Regions from separate parts of the Pan troglodytes genome. Here region 1 is linked to region 2. A link is a contact called in public Hi-C data. All regions are on one chromosome and are shown on one strand. Each heading gives the region's core, a stretch centred on a gene start, on an enhancer-like site or on the middle of the called end of the contact. The rest is flanking DNA. Distances are from core to core; before and after follow the strand shown. Region 1 overlaps GATAD2A (GATA zinc finger domain containing 2A). Region 2 holds the start of TMEM161A (transmembrane protein 161A).

Region 1 (3,782 bases), core at 785-3,284, 350 kb after region 2:
GTCCCTGGGTGCTGTGCCGGTGCCACACCCACCTGAAGGAGGTCGTGATGGCCCCCAGCTCAGGGTGCAGGAACCTGCTTGTCAGACAGGTGCTGACATGTCACCCTGCAAGGCAGGGGGAGGGAGGGCTCATCTTCATAGGGGGGTGGGGTGGGGTGCCGTGCAGGGAGCCAAAGGCACTTAGATGGGCTTGCTGGGCCGAGGGTGGGTGGGCCAGTCACTGGGCTGGGGGTGGCTAAGGAACACAGACCCACCAGCCAGCCCTTCTTGGGAAGCTCTGGGGGGTTTCTGCTCAGACCTGCACTCCCCCGAGTGGAACCCCGAGTTCTGCCATGACCTTCACCCCAAGGCAAGGGGACAGGGCCGGGCAGGCTTCCTGAGGCAAGTTGAAGAGGGATGTTCTGCAGACAGAACATGGCCATGCTGGGCCATGTCTGTGGGCCAGGCCCCAGGAGGGCGGGGGATGTTAACAGCTTGGTTCATGACAGGTGCCCAAGATGAGTGTTTGCACAAGGGACAAGTGAGCTGGCAGGGCTGGTGTTGGCTCTAGCAGAGCCCTCATCCCACCCTTGCACACAGCCAGCAGCCCACCCTGCTAGGCCTGAAAGAGGTGAGGAGGAAAGGTTCTAGTGGGAAATGGTTCTGTGGCTGGAGAAGGCATTGCTGGGCCCTGCCTGTCTCCCCAAGCCAGCCTGGAGGAGGATTTCTTGTACCGAGGCCTCACGAGCTACAGGTCATGGTCATCCCTAACTTCCCTAGTGTGTGCAAGACTTGGGGGATCTTGCTGAAATACAGACTTTGATCAAGCAGGTCTGGGGCAAGGAGGACACGCTTCATTTATACAAGTTCTGGAGAAGCTGCCCTGCTGCTATGGCAGTGACAGCAGTGGTCAGACATTCACGGGGCCAGCCCCAAGCCCACCTACAGCCTTGCCCCCACCTGCCGCTCCCCTGTTGTGTCTGTCCATCCTGGTAGACTGAACCCTAAGGACAGAAATTCCTTTTATCCAGGGGTTCCTCCCCACTGCCTGCTGTAGCACCTGCTTTTTAAATGAGCTCTCAGCAGATGTAAGGAATGAATGAATGAATGAATGAGGGAGAGGGGTATGTCTTTCCTGCATACCAGGCAGGCCTGTTCAGAGAACCACAAAGGTCCCAGCCTCCAAGGACGGCTCCTTCCCGGCACTGGCTGAGGGGACACTAAATATTAACCACGTACTGGCCGCTGGTTGCTGAGCAGCTGAAAGCCATAACCTTTTGCTGTGGAAGTGGGATCGTGTCTCAGTTTAAGTTTATAATCCCGGCCTCTCCTCCAGGAAATTCTATGGAAGTTCCTGGCAGGTAACAGAATTTCTGTGCTTGTGAGGTCAGGGCCAGTGCCAGCGGGTCGGGGAGTGGGGGTGGTGCGTGGCAGGGAGCGGGTGAGACCATTTACGCTGATAACAGCCTGGCCTGCTTCCAGGGATTTTTGTATGTCACATAAAATCTCTTGATCACTACGTTTTACATTAAGGCTTCTCAAGATGGGCAGGACGGGCTTATGGGATTTGTCCTGAACTATCACATCACTTCCAAATAAACTTGGTGCCCGGAACGGCTGCTGTGGAGTGAATGGCAGACGCTGTCCCTGGGCCACGATGCCATCCCTCTCAGCATGTTGTGCTAGATTTCCACTGGTTTTGTTTACTTTAGACAGTTTTTATAATTAAATATTTCCCTGAAATAATACCTGCAATCATTTTGAGCCACATGCTCTTTTTCCTGAATTAAAGATCTCTTTTAGAAAGTACCGAGACTCTTAAAGCCTCTCTCCTTTAAAAAGTGAGCTTAACAAAGTTTTTCATTTTAGAAACTTAGAGGGGCCAGTGACCCTGCTGTGTGCGGTGTATGTAGAGGTGACTGGAGCCTGTGGTGCAGCAACAGTCCCCTGTGGGCTGGCGCCACACAGGAAGTGCCTGCAGCTCCACAGCCCTGGGGTGAGCCTGGCGCCTCCATTTTCTGACAGTACCTGAACCTTTACCTCCCTTCTCAAAATGAAGGCTGCGTGTCACAAACCGGTTGGAACTGGCCGTTGCCATGGTTTTCACGTTGGAAGGCACAGTTAAAGGGTCATGTGACCAAGGAGGGAAATGCCTTTGTCACATGACTTTTTGGTGGCCTGATTAGCATACAGGAAGTTCACTCCCTGCTGGCTGCTGGGATGCTGAGTGATCATTGATGGGTGGTGACATCATCTCTTGGATGAGTTATTGATTAGTCGCAGGCCAAGATGGGGCCAGGGAGCGCTGTGGTCAGAGCAGCCCTCTCAGGCAGCTTCAGCTGCTAGGTGGTCTGGACCCCTCGCCTACCCTCTTCCCTCAGGCAGGTTTGAATTTTATTAGACATCTCACCTCTGGAAGAAGCACACGCCCTCAATAAGATGATAAGAAGTGTTAAGTGCCTTAGAGCTTGGCTGTCATTTCATTTCAGCTCATGCTAGCCCAGGAATTGTGTCTGTAACTCTATACAAGATGCTGCCTTGGCCCCCTGCTCCCCTGTTCACTTTGGAGGCCACCTGGGTGGAGGCCAGCTGCTGCACCTCTGTGCTGAAGCCTTGGGACTGCCTGCCTCTGAGGTGCTCAGTGTGTGTACACGTCCAGGGAACCTGGAATTAGAGCCCTGAGGTCACCTTGAAAGTCGATCTTGGGCGGCATGGGGCCGGCAGCAAGGAGAGACATGCTGGCGGTTTGCTAAGACCTGAGTGAGGTGTCCTGGGTTACTTTAGAAACAAACTACCCGGTTCTGGGCTTCAGAATGTGGGCTGATAACCCCTTGCCTGGGGGATTGTATACTTCGAAATCGTACCTTTCTGTCCACGCCCAGGTCTCTGGTGAGAAGCTGCTTCATCAGGGCTAGGACCGGCGTTCAGGTACAGCCACCACGTAGCTGTGGTGGGTGGAATTAGGAGGGACCAGAGGAGAGCAAATAAAGCGGTTCCTGAGTCCAGCATCTGGCGAGTCCAGGGTAGCATTGGTGAAGCCTTAACCTCTGGTGCTCTGTGTCTACCCTTCCCTGAGGACGCAGCTCATGGGTGTGGAGGGGACCTCAGAGGTCCCGAGGGCTGCTAGAGCGGAGTCAGGTTCTTCATCCTAGCGACTCTCCTCAACCCTGCCGGGGTCTAATTATCAACTAGACCCTGGCAGAGCAAGAGCCAGGACAACTTTGAGCTGCGGCAACCAGTTAACTTTGTCCGAGTTTGTTCTCTGGGTCACAGTGCCACCTAGAGGACGTGTTCTGTCCTTGGCTGGTTTTCCTGCTGACAAAAAAAATGGACTTGATTCACTTCGATGAATGTACAATGAGGCCGAGGTGGGCGGATCATCTGAGGTCAGGAGTTCAAGACCACCCTGGCCAGCATGGTGAAACCCTGTCTGTACAAAAATACAAAAAAAAAATTAGCCGGGCATGATGGTGCATGCCTGTAATCCCAGCTACTCAGGAGGCTGAGGCAGGAGAATCACCTGAACCGGGGAGGTGGAGGTTGCAGTGAGCCGAGATTGCACTACGGCACTCCAGCCTGGGCGACAGAGCAAGACTCCATCTCAAAAAAAAAAAAGAAAGAATACAATGAACCCAGATCATCAGGGACAGTTTGCCTTGTGCCGTCAGCAAATGGAGCTGCTTGGTTGGGGACAAAGTGCCATCTCTGGGACTTGCGTTGGGTCAGCGACACCACAGCAGGTGTTCAGCCTTGCGCCTTCAGTAGTGTCAGCTGTACACATACATCCTAGAGGATCGTTCACA
Region 2 (3,815 bases), core at 162-2,661:
CATCATCCCATACCCTTCCAGGTGGTTCAGGCCCTTCCTAGTCTCACAGTCAGCCCCCAACTTGGTTCTGCACCCTGCAGGCATAGCTAGAGACCATCCCTCCACCTCCCCACAGCTCAGCTCTCTCCTCAGCCCTCCCTGCACCCAACCACTGGAGTCTCAGAGGTCTTCCTGGACCTTTGGGCTCTTCATCAATGACCCCCCCCCCAAACCCCCCAAGGGAAAAGGTGGTGGAGGGGTGCATCTCTCCACCTAAGGCTCCCAGAGGTCTGTCCAGGGATGTTCTGATGGCCCTGCCCTCCACCCAGCCTCCTGTCTCAGGGTCAGGGCTCTGCAGACATCTGCAAGGATTTTCTGGAGTCTTCCATCAGCTCCTTCTTTTCCCTTCACTGGATTTAGGATTCTCGAACTCAAGAACCCTGATAAAATCAATGCAGCCTCCCTCCTCATTCCCGGGAGCCTGTGCCTTCATCTCCTACAGCGTCCTGCACCTCCGCCTGGGACGACGCCCCACTTTCAATAATTCCGGCCATCAGTGCCCTTCCTTCAGGGCCATCTCCAGCGCCCCTCCTCGGGGATGGTCCCAGGCAGAGACCCTCCAGTTCCACGTCCCTCTCTCTGCCCAGGCCGGTCCCGTCAGGGTTGTGGGAGTCCCCCATCTCCCTGCACCAGCCTGACCCCCAGGGGCTGGGCTAAGTTTTAAGAACACACCCAATGGGTTGGACCCAGAGCCCCGTGAGACCTGAAGGTTCCAACTTTCCTGTCTCCCACTCTGAGAACCTTGCCCGCCCTGAGGCCAACCAGACCTCCTGAGTCCACCTCCCACGGCCTCCCCTGCCCGTTCCACACACCCCGATATAGCAGGGACCCCCGATGGATCCTGTCAGCGCGGCCCCCACGCTCCTGCAGGACCCCCGTCCCCAGAGTGGACCCCCAACAGGACCCCACACCGCCTTAACCAGGTTCCAAATGTGCTGGGGTCCCCAGTCCCCTCTGTGGGACCACGACCCCTCAAAAGGATCCCAGACCCCTAAAAGGTCTCGAGGGCAGAATTCCCAGAACGCTTAGGGGCTTCTAGTCCCCCTGGGTACAACTCCCGCCGACTCCCTCGGAGGTCCTGTAGCGAGAGCAGGGCTCCCAGAGAGGGACACACGGCCTTCAGCGTGCCCCCGAATCCCTCAGAGCCTCCAATCCCCAAGAAGAAACCCCAATCCATTCCCTCAGTGTCTCCCTGGACCCCTTCGGCTGGACCTCGGCTCTGCAGAACCCCCCACTTCGCGGGACGCTCGCTCACCATGACGCGTGCGAGAACGCGGTGCACTCACCCACCGGCCTAGGGCTCCGGGCACTCTGCGGAAACTCGACCAATTAGAGCCCGACTCTGGTCTGACGAGCATCCCGTCCGACCAATCAGTATGTTCTGAGCCGGCAAATCACCAGGGACGAGGAGGCCGCTCGCGTTGCATGCCGGAAATTGTAGTTCAGATACGCTGGTTCGGCTCGATCAAAGTCAAGATTGTGTCTGGGAGGCCTGCGTGGCCGACCTCTCTTAAGGCTTAGTTTTCTCTTTCCTACACTTATCTCAAAGGTTTGCAGCGAAAGCATTTATTCCCACCTAAGGGACGTTTCTGAGAGTAGAACTCCCTCCCCCCCATCAAGAACATTCAATGGCTCCCACTTAGTAGACGAAGTACTTAGTACTCCTAAGTACTAAGTAGGCTAAGTACTCAGACTGAATTCAGACCCTTCTGCCTGACTTAAATCTGCTGCTAGCACTATTGTGCACCCTATAGTACAACTTGCACCCACCATGCTGTCTCATACCTCCAGGCCTTTGTAAATATCCTACATCTTGCAATGCCTTCAAGAATGCCTCAATCTTAAAGTAAAAACAAAACAAAAGCAAAAAAGAATGCCTCAATCTTTTTCACCTGGCAAGTGCCTTATTCATCTCTATCAGCTAGGACTCTGGCTGTGCTCCACAAAATATCAACTAACATGGGTTCAAGCAAAAAAGGAAAATTTTTGGCTCATGTGACAGAAAATACTAGCCGTAGTGTCAGCTTCAGGCATGGCTGGATCAAGGACCAAATGTCAGCTTCAGGGATCTGATGTTCTTTATTTCACCGCTAGGAGGAAAGCGCTTCTGGTGTTTGTGCCTCGGTTTTGCCATTTGTCTTTCTGTGGATGAGTGTGTCTGCCTGAGTGTAGACATATATTGGGTATGACTGAGTGTCTGAGCATCTTTATGGGGGTGGGTTCCTGTGTGTGGGGCCTGAGTAATTACCTTTTCGTTTTTACATTTTATTATGTATTTGTGTATTAATTTTTTTTTTTCTTGAGACGGAGTTTCGCTCTTGTTGCCCAGGCTGGAGTGAAATGGTGTGATCTTGGCTCACCGCAACTTCCGCCTCCTGGGTTCAAGTGAGTCTCCTGCCTCAGCCTCCCGAGTAGCTGGGATTACAGGCATGCGCCACCACGACTGGCTAATTTTGCATTTTTAGTAGAGATGAGGTTTCTCCATGTTGATCAGGTTGGTCTCGAACTCCCGACTTGAGGTGATCCGCCCACGTCGGCCTCCCAAAGTGCTGAGATTACAGGGGTGAGCCACCGGGCCTGGTTTATATTTTATTTTTTTTAACTTTCGGCTGGCAAGTGCTGAATCCTAAGCGCACTATCGCACGCCACCTCGTGGTGGAGGGCAAAAGCGCAGTCTCCCTGGGATGGAGAAGTCAAACCAGTCTCACTTGTGGCCCTGGGGGCTCCCAGCCTTAGAAAGCGGCCCATAGTTTTATGGACCTCACACTGGGTGCTTAGCCTGTGGGCACTAACATCAGGGACTGGCCTGACTTCTTGTCCACCGTGAGGGCGAGATCCAAAGGCTGGGAAGGCTCTTTCTGGCCATGCCTCAGTTTCCCCCAGGGTACCCGCTACCTTGACCCTTTTCCTCTTGCTCAGTCCCTGGTCCTGGTCTGGATGTGCGGGGTTGGGGTGCCAGTGAGTAGGTAGTTCTTCAGCCCATGTGGAAGGAAGGCCAGGATCATTGTCGGGGAGGTCCTCAGAACAGAAGGGTGGGTAACTGGCTGAAGAGTTTGCATCATCTGTGCATGTGGCAGTGGCGCTGCTGGAGGTGGCAGGGGCTGCATGCTCAGCTGGACCTCCACAGCCATTGATCACTGCCATGAGGACCGTGGCTCACCCCTCCTGAGTGGGGAAGGGACAGAAGGGACCAGGTGGGAAGTGTTGAAGACTTGAGTCCAGCCAGGCATGGTGGCTTGGCGTATGCCTGTAGTCACAGCTACTTGGGAGGCTTAGGCTGGAGGATCGCTTGAACCCAGAATTTTGAGACCAGCCTGGGCAGCACAGCAAAACACCCATCTCTAAAAAAAAATTAAATTAAAAAAAAAGTTAAATTAGCCCAACGTGGTGGCTCAAGCCTGTAAGTCCCAGCTACTCAGGAGCCTGAGGTGGGAAGATTGCTTGAGCCCAGGAATTTGAGGCTGCAGTGAGTCGTGATCATGCCACAGCACTCCAGCCCTGGCAACATGACGAGGAAAAAAAAAGAGGCTGGGTGCAGTGGCTCATGCATGTCATCCGAGAACTTTGGGAGGCCAAGGTGGGAAGATCACTTAAACCCAGGAGTTCCAGACCAACCTGGGCAACATGGGGAAACCCAGACTATACAAAAAATACAAAAATTAGCTGGGCAGGCTGGGCACAGTGGCTCACGCCTGTAATCCCAGCACTTTGGGAGGCTAAGGGGGGCGGATCACAAGGTCAAGAGATCAAGACCATCCTGACCAATATGGTGAAAC

The links. Hi-C and Micro-C count contacts between places; a contact is called where the count stands out from the background.
Region 1: a contact with region 2 is called in a Hi-C map of stem cell-derived neural progenitor cells, with 5 times the contacts expected there. The contact joins the enhancer-like site here to the promoter of TMEM161A in region 2. A contact is called at or near these places in 1 of 7 Hi-C or Micro-C datasets (stem cell-derived neural progenitor cells) and 1 of 1 datasets of contacts at active chromatin or transcription factors (stem cell-derived excitatory neurons).

What each region holds. Positions count from the first base shown.
Region 1 is chr20:22,143,592-22,147,373 of NHGRI_mPanTro3-v2.0_pri, forward strand. The region is part of intron 2 of GATAD2A (GATA zinc finger domain containing 2A); the gene reads left to right. Among named protein-coding and RNA genes, the nearest start is that of TSSK6, 26 kb to the right of the region's middle. Within about 2 kb of position 2,035, at least 12 of the 24 cell types and tissues checked have an H3K27ac peak or open chromatin away from gene starts, as enhancers often do. A contact at or near this core is called in stem cell-derived neural progenitor cells, where this site is marked.
Region 2 is chr20:21,792,315-21,796,129 of NHGRI_mPanTro3-v2.0_pri, forward strand. TMEM161A (transmembrane protein 161A) reads right to left here and starts at 1,412. Exons shown (of 11, transcript XM_016935562.2): 1 at 1,295-1,412. The coding sequence starts at 1,397.